2 separate regions of the Cyprinus carpio genome follow, and region 1 is linked to region 2. The links are chromatin contacts, called in public Hi-C maps. All regions are on one chromosome and are shown on one strand. Each heading gives the region's core, a stretch centred on a gene start, on an enhancer-like site or on the middle of the called end of the contact. The rest is flanking DNA. Distances are from core to core; before and after follow the strand shown. Region 1 holds the start of LOC109047209 (mid1-interacting protein 1-B). Region 2 holds the start of LOC109047211 (renin receptor-like).

Region 1 (6,878 bases), core at 1,787-4,286, 180 kb after region 2:
AAAGCATACACAGCATACTGTGATATGGAGAGACACAGAGGAGACTGTTGACAAAGGAATTGTTGAATAAAGTAATTATTTTAGTTTCCTTCGCTTACAAAAACTGTTCCCATCGCTTCATATAACCCAGATTGCACGTCTGATGGCAGATGGAGTATTCTGACGATGACTTTCATACCTTTTATGGACCTTGACACTGTTATTTACTTGGCAGTCTATGAGACAGTCACAGGCCTCCCGGTTTTCATCCAAAATATCTGAAATTGTATTCCGAAGATGAACGGAGCTTTTTACAGGTTTGGAAGGACATGGGGGTAAGTGATTAATGACAAAATTTTCATTTTGGGGTGGAGTATCCCTTCAAGTAATTCAGTAAGTAAAACCTGATTAGTTTTGATGTCAGATTGTAAATGTGTCTTCTGTGCATGTCATACATTTATTAATGTTAAAGATTAACAATTTAATCAAAATCAATGTTTTGTTGTTGCTTTTTACATCAAAACCAGACAAAATCTTAAATGTAAATTTGTTTTGTGCGCAACTGCGCACGTCATTTTACATGTTAAATTAAGTTTAAACAAAACCTAAAGTGTGCTTACCATTTGATGATAACACACAGACAAAAACTATAGAATTTTTAGAGAATACAAGATTTTAGCATGAAATACTATGCATTCAGTTTGAATGACTCAAAATGTGAAGACAAATCAAGCTAGTTTTTTTAAACACATAGAAAATTCCAAAAGATCTTGTAGGGGTTAATGCTTATCTTTACCATGTCTCCAAAGAGCAGAACAATTCAATATTAATTACAATTTGACAGGATGCCACAGAAAACTGTCAGCTGGCCACACAGGCATCAGCAAATCATTCCTTTAATTTATAAGGCTTTTTCTTACAGTAGTGCCTTTAGGCCTATTAAACTAGTGTGGGCACTGGGCAGCTTAGATTAGAGACGTCCATCATTAAGTGCAGCTCAAGCAGTGACTCAGCAGTACGAAATGGAAAAATGCACTGCAGGTGCCCAGCTCTGTCAGATGTTGCCAGGTCTTAACTATAACGTGCCTCATCCCTTTGCGGACCTCAGCAGCAGCTGTGCGCGCCAACACAGGCAAATGTTTGCTGAGCAGGATAAGGCAAGTACACTACTGTAAAGTGATATTTTGCAAGGACATCCCAGAAGGAAATGATTCATTGTTAATCATGAGTTAAACACACAGTCACATCAGTGGGGTTGCATTTACAAAATGTTTATTTTCCAAACCATCTTTGTGATAGAAAAAAAAATACATGACACAACTTTCCTTCTAGAACTTTTACCAACAGTATCTGTGACGTAATCTCCAGGAATCTGTCAACATCCATAAGAACCATCATATGATTCCATCAACGATTGACGTCATAAAGTACCAGTGGCTTTTCAGTGTTGAAATGTGCGTTTCATACATAATTAGTGATATTAATTCTCAGCCCAACCTGTTATAATCTACATTAATACACCGCCAAAACTACCATAACGACCAATGAAATGTCTTTTGCATATCTAAATGTTAAATGTTGGCCTGTTTGCTTAAATAAATCGCATTTAATTTCAAAAGCCTGTTTCCAAGCCAGCATCAAGGTTGTGCAAACAATATCAAGGGATATTAGCAGGGGAATTAAGGGTGCTTGTAAACCGGCGTCGAGTACAAGTCTTTTTTTCTGATCCGGGGAATTAAAGATGCACGGAAGCCACCAGGGGCCCATTTGGCTTCGGCCCCTGCTGCACCCCCTTGTGAACTTTTTTGCAGTCCACCGGCAATGGATGGAGTAAACTCCAGTTCATTTCAATTCCCGCAGCCACCGATACCAATTTCTTGCTTGTACCTGTTTGTTAAAGTGTTGGCTTTTCGGGTGAGTTTTGACAGAACCGTGTGCAGTCCGTTTAGATGAAAATGAAACAGCTTCTCCAAGTCCTCATCGTTCGGTTCAATGCGAGACATCTCCAGGGCCGTCGTCACGCCATGCTTTTCCTTACGCCTCTCGTCGGCCTGAAGTACACCCCATTCGATATCGTTCCTAATTGATTTGAGGAGCACATAAGAGCCGTACATGTCCCCATCCTGGAAGGAGCTCACCTCTTTCTCCCCTTCCTGGTCCAATGGGACATCCCTCAGCAAACTTGGCACCATAATCGTCTGGTCCATGTTGTTCACGGCACCAATAAACCGGTTCATGGAATTGAAGAGGGAGTTTTTTTGGTTGTAGGAATCGCAGATTTGCATCATCTTTGCTGTCTTATTGACCTGGAGGGTTTTGATCAGAGGCAGAACGAAGAGCAGCAGTAGATAAGGTAACGTTGGTTGTTCTTAGGCTGGACGGTCCAGAAAGATCGAATGGAGGGTTTATCCACTATAAATCGTGTCCAGAGAGTGCTCAGGTTACTTGTGCGCTTCACTAAAGTGAGTTTCTGAAAGCGCAGGTGGATCTAAGGCAAGGGCGTGGCTTGCACACATCAATCAAACGTGTAACCAGGTCGTAACCGGATAATGTAACCTGAAATAACACAGATGTGTGGAAGATTAGTAGGGATGCTCACAATATTATATAATCAAAAGAAAAATCTGTGTGAAATGTAGAATATGAGGCAGAGAATCCAATAAATATAAAGAATAAGTTTACTAATATTTTGCAGTATGTGGTCAAACATGCCTTGGAATTAAATATACAGATTATTAGGTATTTAGTAAAACTAATTCGAATTGAATTCAAATATGTATTAAAAACTGTATTCTGAACGCGCTTTATATGCTTCCTGCCACTCCTTGATTTCCTAAAGAAAAAGCCGGCCGGCAAACTAAGCGTCAATCTATATCAAATAACGCAAGCTTCTAAACACCCACCTTTGCTGATATTCGTCTTCCCTTAAATCCGAAAACGTCCGGCAAAGTCCAAGGAAACCGATGATAAAGTCGCTGAAAGATAACACACTCGTCTAGCAACGGATCGAGGGTGAGGCCGCATGTAGCTCTATGCCGCTTATGAATATTCATGAGACGAGGCATCAGCCCACAACCGCTCAGCCGCTCTGTCCAATCAGAAGCCAGTCGCCAGGAGGACGGCGCCTCTCGACAGCCAATCAGAGGGCAGAAAGGGAATCCAGCAGCGTGCCAAGGCTCCAGCTCACGGTCAAAGACACACGACAGTGTACGAGAAGAACAGCGCATGAGGGAACTACCGAACTGATGAAAGTACCTACATTGCGTATAGAGCTCACACTTACAGCGCCACAACGGTTTCTTCATGCGCTTTATTTTAACTTCCCACTCTTAAATGTCGAATACCAAATTAATATTTTTAAAAAACGGTATTTTGTGTCTATAAATGGAGCTTTCTGATCTTACACCACTTTACAAGGATAATGGCTTTATGCCAACAAGAACCGAAAATACTCTTCACATCCTCAGTACGATATTTTATGATGGCTGAAACATATAAAGGTAGTAATTTTTCACAAACAGACAAAATAAATAAGACAGCCTACTTTATTAAAAAAAAAAAAAAGTTCAGTGTATTCCTAAAGAGACTGTATGCCAAGCCTGCACAGATCAGTGGAATTATGCAAATACTAACTTGCAAATATGAGTAGGCTACGCGAGATGTATAATGACACGAGGGACAAGGGTGGATGTCCTAAATCAAACACAGATCTACATACAGCCTCACCAAGATGTATTTGTTCGCTCAAGTCGCTTTTCAGTCGTTGCTTTGAATAATATCAAGTGAATTTTATTGTAAAGAAAGATAGCACAAGGCCACTTTATGCAAACCACGTCACAAAATGAGGTTTGTTTGGGTTTTCAATGATAAAACAGTGGATAAACTGCTCACAATAAGGACGAAATGTACTGCACAATTCGCTATCAAAAGTAAGTGGAACAAGCACGTTCATGTAGACGCCTCTTGTTTTGACGTTTCAGATTAAAAGTGTCAGACAGATAGTAGGACTTGCTTTTGGGGGGGCATTGGATCTGTTCTTTATATATGATCTTCTTATTCTCAGAAGACACAATATCTGCATTGAAATCCATGTCTGCATGATTATTTGCATGGGATTTCCCCATGAATGGAGAGCTCCTTTCATTGTGGCTGCTGGGGCCCCGTTACGTTTTTCAACAACATCGTGGTCCCATCTAGCGGTCAGGAAGGGAACAGCGTTCTGCCTTCAAGCCATGATACAACAAGTTCTAATTGTCACATCATTAGGGTGATAATACGTCCTCTTTTTCCCGGACATGTCCTGGCCGGGATTTCTAAATGGTCTAAAAAGTCCGGGGTTTATTCGCTTTGTTTTCCTATTGTTTACATACTTGCTGAAGGTAATGACTGAAAAGTATACCATGCATACCAGTGCATAATCGACCAGTCGTGTAAATCAAAATGGTCAAAACCAAAGAAAATAGTCAAAAGCACACGTTTAGTGCGTTTAGAATTCATGTACGTACAAGGACAGTGGAGAGCACGTCAAAAAGAAACCAAAGCCAAACCTGGACCTTTTACGCAATTTAGAAATCACGACCAGAACGCGTCTGGGGAAAAAGAGTCATCAAGTTTAACCACAAACACACAAACCAGACAAACCAGAAGCTGATAACGACGAAGAACCATTTTATTCATAGAGATCACGGTTGTTTACAATATCAAGGTACATTTTGTTGGCATGCTAGCTGGTGATGCATTTTAAAAAGTTTTCTTTTTATTATACAAAGTATATTATTACTCCGCTCGTCTATCTGGAGATGTGTAGTTCATCACGTGTGTTCAGACTATGAATTCTGGACTCTAATACTTAATGACCCATCAGCACACGGGGCAGCTGCAGAAATGATGGTTTGACATATTAATATAACAGCTACACGTCCTAAATGAGAATTAATGATCAATGAGAAAACCATACAAAACAATAACACAAAATTAAAGAGAAATGCACCCTGACACACATAAATATGGAATTCAGTTGACAGTACTTCACGATTCAAAATAAAAAGTAAAGAAAGCCAAAGACTGCAGCGTTTTCTACCACACATGCAAATAAATAAACAATAAATAAACAGCAGAGGTGTCTTAAGCTTGGTTTATTCTTGCAAAAATGAACAAACAAAGCCTCCAGAAAACCTGGGATTATTCCACTTCATATAAAGTTGTAAATCAGATTCCTCCAGCGTTTAAGAGCTGTTCTCCTGCCAACATAATCACTCTAGCATCACATGATGCTGATTATTATTATTTTTACTTTGAGTACAAAAAAAGTTATATAACAGTGTGTATATATATAACAGTTTCGCAAAGCATTCTGACAAACGGTAACCTTTTTAGAGCTTTTGTAAGATGCTATATTTTTAAATATATTTCTTCTATGCATTCTCAGAAATATCATTTTTTTTTATCCTTCATATATCTCATGCAGATTGAAAATTCCCAGAGCTGATTACATTCTTACAGTAAAAAGCCACAAAATAATAGAAAATACAGTGTCTCGCAAAGTAGATGTGGTGTAAAACTGTAACTACAACCCATAAACTGCAAAATTACCCATTCAACCGCCCATTAAACAGTGTTTAGATAGTGCTCTGAAATATCTGCTTGTCTTACAATGACATAAAAGCCACTAGTTTTAAGGGCACATGTTGTCAGTCTAATCTTCAGTCTAAATGTATTTGAGTTCTGCACGCAGCTATATGTGGCAGAAAATTGCTTGTTTTTGGCTTTTAAGACAAGACAAAATTGATGTTTACTACACTACATTATTTCAACAAACCACCAACAAACCACCGATAAGAGGAACAAAAAACGAAGACAAAAAAAGCCATTTCTGAGATAAACCCCTTTGCCAAAGATTTTACAACAGCAACAACAACAACAAAAACATCTTGTCATCTGTATTTTTTTATTTTTTATAGTTGTCCTCTTGAAAGAGCAATTAACTAATCAAATCTGCATTGAAGTCACTTTTTAGGGGTTAAGTAACACCGTGTCCTAACCAGATGTGTGAAAATACTGCGCAAAGCCACAATAGCCAATCAGAATGTTTGATGTGTAATATACAGCAATCTGGACCAATGAGAATTCACTGTGGGCGGAGCTACCAACTGCAATGTGACAAATAGAAACCAAGCTAGCAAAATGGCAGATAGATAAGAAAAAACAGCTTTTAAATAGTTTTGCTTCTCAGAAAATGGATAGATATCCAACAAACCACACTTAAGTTGCATTTATCTCTGTCTAAAAATAGAAAAAGCGGCAAAACCACAGCTAACCTGAACATATTTGATATGCAGCTAGAGAGAGATTGCGATATTGATTGGCTTGTATGTGATCGGTTAGGACGCGGTGTTACAGAAACGCTGTTGACTTTAGTTCTAGTGTGTGTGAGATGGTTTCCGCATGCAAAGTTTTTGTACAGAGTAAAGTACGCGTGCGCAGGAGTGCGTCTTAAAACCATTTCCCTTTCCACGCTAACGCTGATGTTTCGAAAGGAGAGGCTTTGGATATGGCACAACTGCATGATTAAGGAATGACGGAAAGGAGAAAAAGGAAGGCAGGAAAGACAGAATGAAAGATAAGAGGAGAGAGAATAAAAAAGATGAGAAAGAATGAGGTGTGCTAGCATTTTTGGGTTGCTTTCCCTTTCCAAGGTGTCGTACGTCTTCTGTGCCTGTAGAAAGGGGAAAGAGGTTTAAATACATTCTCACACACAAAGTTTTCTTAGTACAGCTTTGGTGAGGAGATTGAAATTTAAGTCACTATTCACTGAACATCCCTCCACTCCACTACAGTACTAAAATTTCTGCATATTCAAAGAGGCAAGATCAAGTTTGTTAAAAAAAATAAATTTATAA
Region 2 (6,108 bases), core at 2,829-5,328:
TTATCAGTGAAAAAGGACAATTCACTTTGTTTTAAAAAGTTGCCACGGTAATTTAATCTGATTACATAGATTTTGTTTGTTTTTTTCTCAGAGCAAACAGAGAAACTCACCAGAGCTGAGATGTCATAAAGCACCTGAACCTCAGAGAGGAACAGAAGATCAGCCTGAAAAACACAGACCACCACACGAACACATTCAAACCGGTTTATTTAGATCAACGCATAGTTTAGGGTGGGAAACAAAAAACCAACATGCATCTACCTAAACGACGGTTTCTATCTGTAACAACTACTTTCACATGTCGATATTTTCAGAAGCCACTTCCTACAAAGACCGAAAAACTGCTTCAGAAACTGTTACAGTCCATGTCTGTATAAAGCGTGTGAATACCGTAAACACTAATAAATAAATGACAGACAGACAGACAGATAGATAGATAGAGGGGTGCAGGATCTGGAAAGATCCTCAAGCTGGGATTCGAACTTGGGACGCCCATAGCACAACGATGCTGTATGTCAGCATGCTGCCAACAAGGCTATCAGTGCCGACAGATAAATACATTTTTAATTAGTTATTTGACATCTATGGACAAAGTAGATCTCAACACCATGAGTCTTCACCTCATTATTACGGCTGAGAGAGATGAGAGGAAGGGACGTGAGGACAGATCCATCCTGGGACAGACGTCCACGGATCTGCTGCAGGGTCACGGGCAGGTCCTCAAAAACCGTGTTGGCCATCCCCATCATATACAGCCTCTGAAACACACAATCAAGACATTTCTTAATATTAGACACGTATACAATAAATGTTTTGGGTTCAAAACATGTCCCATTTACATCATCTATGACTCTGTGAGAATTTCACAAAAAAACTAACAATTTAGACTTGTCTCTCAGTTTGTTAAATAAAAAAAATTATTTACTTTACTAATTATAAACAACATAATTGAAACTATTTTTAAATTACCATAATAACAGCAAAAAAATTTTTTTATCTTAGTGCTATATCAACACATACAGCAATTAAAAAAAAGACACATAAGATAAATAATAATAAAAAAAAAAAATCTAAAATCATCATTTAAAGCATGATTAGACAACTCTTTTTTTTTTTATACATATACAAACTACAAACTTTTAACTTAACACTGAATAAAAATGCTAATTTTCCAGTATTAAAAAAAACAAGTCAGTTCAATTGAATTGAATATTCTTTACAGTAGGTCTCATTTCAACTTTGCATTTAATAGCATTGGATTTTAAGCATCTCACGTGCATCTTCATCTGCAGAGCACTTTGTGTGTTTGCAGGCATCACTTATGTGGTTAGTGAGTCATAATGTGTCAGAAATTCGCTGAGGTCATACCTCCTCACTAGGGGCGAGCTGCAAGACCACAGGGGTGCTGTCGGCAAACAGAGTGTGCACCGTGTTTGCCACACTGTCCAGAGTGAACGGAACCGGCTGAAACCAGACAGACAGAGACGGATAGACAGACAAAGTAGTGCCATCAGTCTCATGATGCAAAATAAGGGAAGTCTAGCAGGGAAAATACATGGCTACTCAATCCAGAAATATCCTAATTTTCTGGAACTTACAAATTAGCTGTCGAAACTTCTTTTTTTCTGTTTTCAGGGTCAAAAGGGACTTATTTAACTTTACTCATTCATTTAAAGGTCAAAGTGACAACATACACATTGTATCAAAGACATAAAAGCAAGAAAGAGTCAGAGACAAAACCAGCTTTTGCATTCATGCACCACAGACCCTAAAATAACCCATGCACATGAGAATGCATCACTCACATTTTCGAGAGGGTAGGAGGAAATGTTTTTCGGAAAGTCGAGGGTGTCCAAGCCGCGCACGACAATCAGAGCGTTTGCACGCGGGCGTTGGAAGAGCGAGCCCGCAGCCAGACCTGGCCAATCAAGATCCTGCAAACAAAACAACAAGCTCACTACAGCGTTTACATGAAGACATCACATGTGCCATTACATGATTAAATAGACGTATACCTCACGGATGGAGAAGCCCATGGTCAGGGCGACTAAATCGGGGACCTTTTCTCCTGATATAGGCCATTGTCCATCCTGGAATGTCACATATGGCGGGCTGCGCAGAACAGTCAAGCTGTCGCCCAAAACACCTGATAGAAAATAGTACAGAAAACAATGCTGATATACATTACCACAATCTTTCTTTGCAATAAATGACACTTGCTTTAATATTTTGACAGCTAATGCAATGACATTCATAATAAGGTCCTTCGAAAGGTTTGCAAAAAAATAAAAAAAAACTGTATAAAATACAGTACAGGTCAAAAGTTTGGAAACATTACTATTTTTAATGTTTTTGAAAGAAGTCTCTTCTGCTCATCAAGCCTGCATTTATTTGATCAAAAATACAGAAAAAAACAGTAATATTATGAAATATTATTACAACTTAAAATAATAGTTTTCTATTTGAATATACTTTAAAAGAATAATTTATTCCTGTGATGCAAAGCTGAATTTTCAGCATCATTACTCCAGCCTTCAGTGTCACATGTAACATCCAGTCTATCACATGATCATTTAGAAATCATTCTAATATTCTGATTTATTATGAGTGTTGGAAACAGTTCTGCTGTCTAATATATTTGATGAATAAATGGTTAAAAAGAACTGCATTTATTCAAAATTAAAAAAAAAAAAATCTAATAATATATATTCTAATAATATATTTTCTTTACTATCACTTTTTATCAATTTAACACATCCTTGCTGAATAAAAGTATTGATTTTATTTAAAAAAAAAGAAAAAAAAAAATTACTGACCCCAAATTACTGACCAGTAGTGTATATTGTTATTACAAAATATTTATATTTTTTTACTTTTTATTCATCAAAGTATCCTAAAAAAGTATCACATGTTCTGAAAAAATATTAAGCAGCAGAACTGTTTCCAACTTTGATAATGAATCATCATATTAGAATGATTTCTAAAGGATCATGTGATAATGATCCTAAAAATTCAGCTTTGCATCACAGAAATAAATGATAATTTAAAGTATAATAAATTTAAAAACAATTATTTTAAATTGTAATAATATATCACAATATTACAATCAAATAAATGTATTTTTTTTGATGCTAAAAAATCCAGTATTTATCAGCAAAACAAACTTCTAAAAAAAAATCAATAAAAATAGTAATGTTTCCAAACTTTTGACCTGTACTGTATATAAATTAAATAATAATAAAAATAAGATTTAACAAAATAAATACAAATTATATTAAAATAAGTAAAAGAAATGACGAAAATAAATATATTCATACAAATAAATATAAACATCTATCAGTACCATCTTATAGTAGTACAGTAAAAAAGCTAAATAATGTAACGTAACAAACTAAATATTTTCCAAATAATATCGCATATTTATAATATGATTTCTTGTTCTGTAAAAACTGGGAATTTCTAAGCACATACAAATATATAAATGCCTTTCGTACGAAAATGATAACATTTTGGCTTCTAAAAAAACTAAACATTGAAAAGCCCTTTCCTAACACAATGACCAGTTTAAAACTCATATCAATACTATAACAACCATATTACTGCTCAACAACGTAAGATGTTTTTTAATGAACATGACTGTCACATGACTTGCTAGGGCTTCCTCATTCACTATCAACATTTAACAGCAAAAACCGTTTGTATTTCACAGCATAAAGCCACATAAACACAATATCGTAGCAGATCCACATAAATAAAATGGATTCAATTAATTGTATAAAAGAGATCAACTGGATCGAGTTACATGACTGCGGATTAGCTCACTGCACTCGTAATTTTTTCATTAAACAAGCGCTAAAAACACACCGACCCGGCTAAATAAAACCCCGTACATATAAAAGATACAGTATAACGTCAATTTACCTGATAAAAGGCATAAAAGCGCAAACACCGTGCTGATAATTGGTCGATTCATCTCAGCAGGGTCTTTCTGATGGACTGGCTTCCTCGCAATACCGGTCACGTGACACGGGCCCACCGCATGACGTCGTGCGTCATGACGTCGCTGCTGCTGTCCCTGTAGCGCTTCGGCTTTCACTGCGGCACTTTTAAACCTTATCTGACAGACCTTAATTAAAAATGAATGTTCGATCATGCAAATTTGCTAGCTAAAATAGGTTTATAATGCTATTAAGCGACACAATTAACACCAAAAGAGACTTTCTGAGAAAGTAAGCAGTGACGTGAAGAACCATCTCGAAAAAATGTTTTCGATAATATAGCCTAAGTTTTATTATTTCGATTTTTTTAAACTCAGTTAGCTTACTACATCACTTAGCTTGTAGCACGTAGGCTACCAAATTTGATTTCTGACAGGAATGAAAACAAGGCTGTGAGGAATAGAGGTAGCTTATGTTCAGTGGATTATAATGTTGATTAGCAACATACAGATTAAACAAATGTAGACAAAAACTTCATAAAAGAGTTTTTAAAAGTTGTGACATTTGTCCATCGCTTGCCATTATAAAGACCGTCTCTCCCTCATAGCCTCGTTTTCATCCTAACTTGACTGCGGATCTTCTTTCTGATGAAATACATTAATAACAGGATAGTGTATTATAATTGTGTATAATTAGAGCATAAATAGGCTACACTTTGATTTGATTCCATATACTGCTACAGCTCAAAAGACAGAATAATAATAATAACAAAAACACTACCGAAGTTAAACTAGCAATTTGTAGGTCATAGTATTTATATGCATACATTTCTTGTTTTTATTAGCAATTTGAATACAATCTGAGGACCATGATCTTGCCTCGTATCGTTGATGGTCCTCTCCAAGCGTGCTGATTTTCTTGTAATATCACCGTTGTCCACTTGGAGGAGCTCTTGTTCCGTCACTAACTGCTCGTATCGCCCGTGTTTATCTCCGCGAGCCAGCGATCATCTCCCTGCGCCTGTGACATTAGTTTCACGTGTCTCCTAACGCAGATCATCGCCACATGTTCGGCCGAGAAGCCTTATGTGACTCATGATATTTCAAAACAAGTCAATAAGTCAACGAGTAGTATATTGAAAATAAAGTCTGAGTTGAAATAGAAGTAAAGAGGCTGCATGCATGATAGTTATTTATATAAAGAATATACATATCTTGGTGAGCTGTAGGCTGATGATCAGATTGATGATGACTCAGACGTTGAGAATATGTTTGGTAATTAAATTATATATAATACTGATATATAGTATAAGCTAGCAGCCTACTGCTGCATAAGACAAAATCATGGTGTGTTTTCAAAAATAGGCAATAGAGAGTTGATCCACATTATATATATATATATATATATATATATATATATATATATATATATATATATATATATATATATATATATATATATATACATACACACACGCACACACATAAACACACATCAAAAACATTGAAATTGGCATAGGGTATATTTTAGGTCTGGTGACACACTTTGTAACATTTTCAACACTTTCACTTTCAGAGTGCACATTTTCTGCATGCTCTTTCGATTAAAGTTATAATTTTTATAACTATGATAGCAAAAGAAGAGAGCTTGTTACACTCCAATTATCCTTTTAATATACGTTCAAAACACTCATGGGCAACACACATCATTTGCTTTGGTCTTTCAGTCAATAACAAATATCAGAAATATCACCCACAACCTAATCCATTTAACATGATCGTTTCAAAAGCACTGTTTCCGTCTCTTGCCCGCGGAGGAGATTTTGTCCCGCACAGTGTTTGAGGTCCGTTCTCGCCCTGAGCAGCGGGACTGGAGCGCGCTGAGCGCGACCCCGTGACACGCCTCCTCTGATTTTCACATTCCATTAGGTAATTCAATAGCAGACAATTAGACTGACCCAGCCATCGGCCCACCCAACGGGACACTGCCGACTCAATGACCCTGATAGGGCAACGCTGCAGAAGTCTGCCTGGAGTTCCGTGTCATCCATGAGCATGTAAATTATTAATTACAGTTATAATATACAGTATATACAGTAATAACCACTGGTGGTGGTGGAGGAGATTCCCCTCTTCTATGTGAAGCGCTTTGAGTGCACAGAAAAGTGCTA

Evidence for each region. Hi-C and Micro-C count contacts between places; a contact is called where the count stands out from the background.
Region 1: a contact with region 2 is called in a Hi-C map of skeletal muscle, with 6 times the contacts expected there. The contact joins the promoter of LOC109047209 here to the promoter of LOC109047211 in region 2. A contact is called at or near these places in 2 of 8 Hi-C or Micro-C datasets (liver and skeletal muscle).

The regions. Positions count from the first base shown.
Region 1 is chrB22:18,792,503-18,799,380 of ASM1834038v1, forward strand. LOC109047209 (mid1-interacting protein 1-B) reads right to left here and starts at 3,037. Exons shown (of 2, transcript XM_019064918.2): 1 at 2,883-3,037; 2 at 1,235-2,535. The coding sequence starts at 2,267. The coding sequence ends at 1,827. tspan7b (tetraspanin-7b) reads right to left here. Exons shown (of 8, transcript XM_042749918.1): 8 at 5,908-6,694.
Region 2 is chrB22:18,607,938-18,614,045 of ASM1834038v1, forward strand. It overlaps LOC109047211 (renin receptor-like), which reads right to left and starts at 4,079. Exons shown (of 9, transcript XM_042749101.1): 1 at 3,922-4,079; 2 at 2,016-2,146; 3 at 1,806-1,934; 4 at 1,369-1,464; 5 at 621-758; 6 at 111-164. The coding sequence starts at 3,973.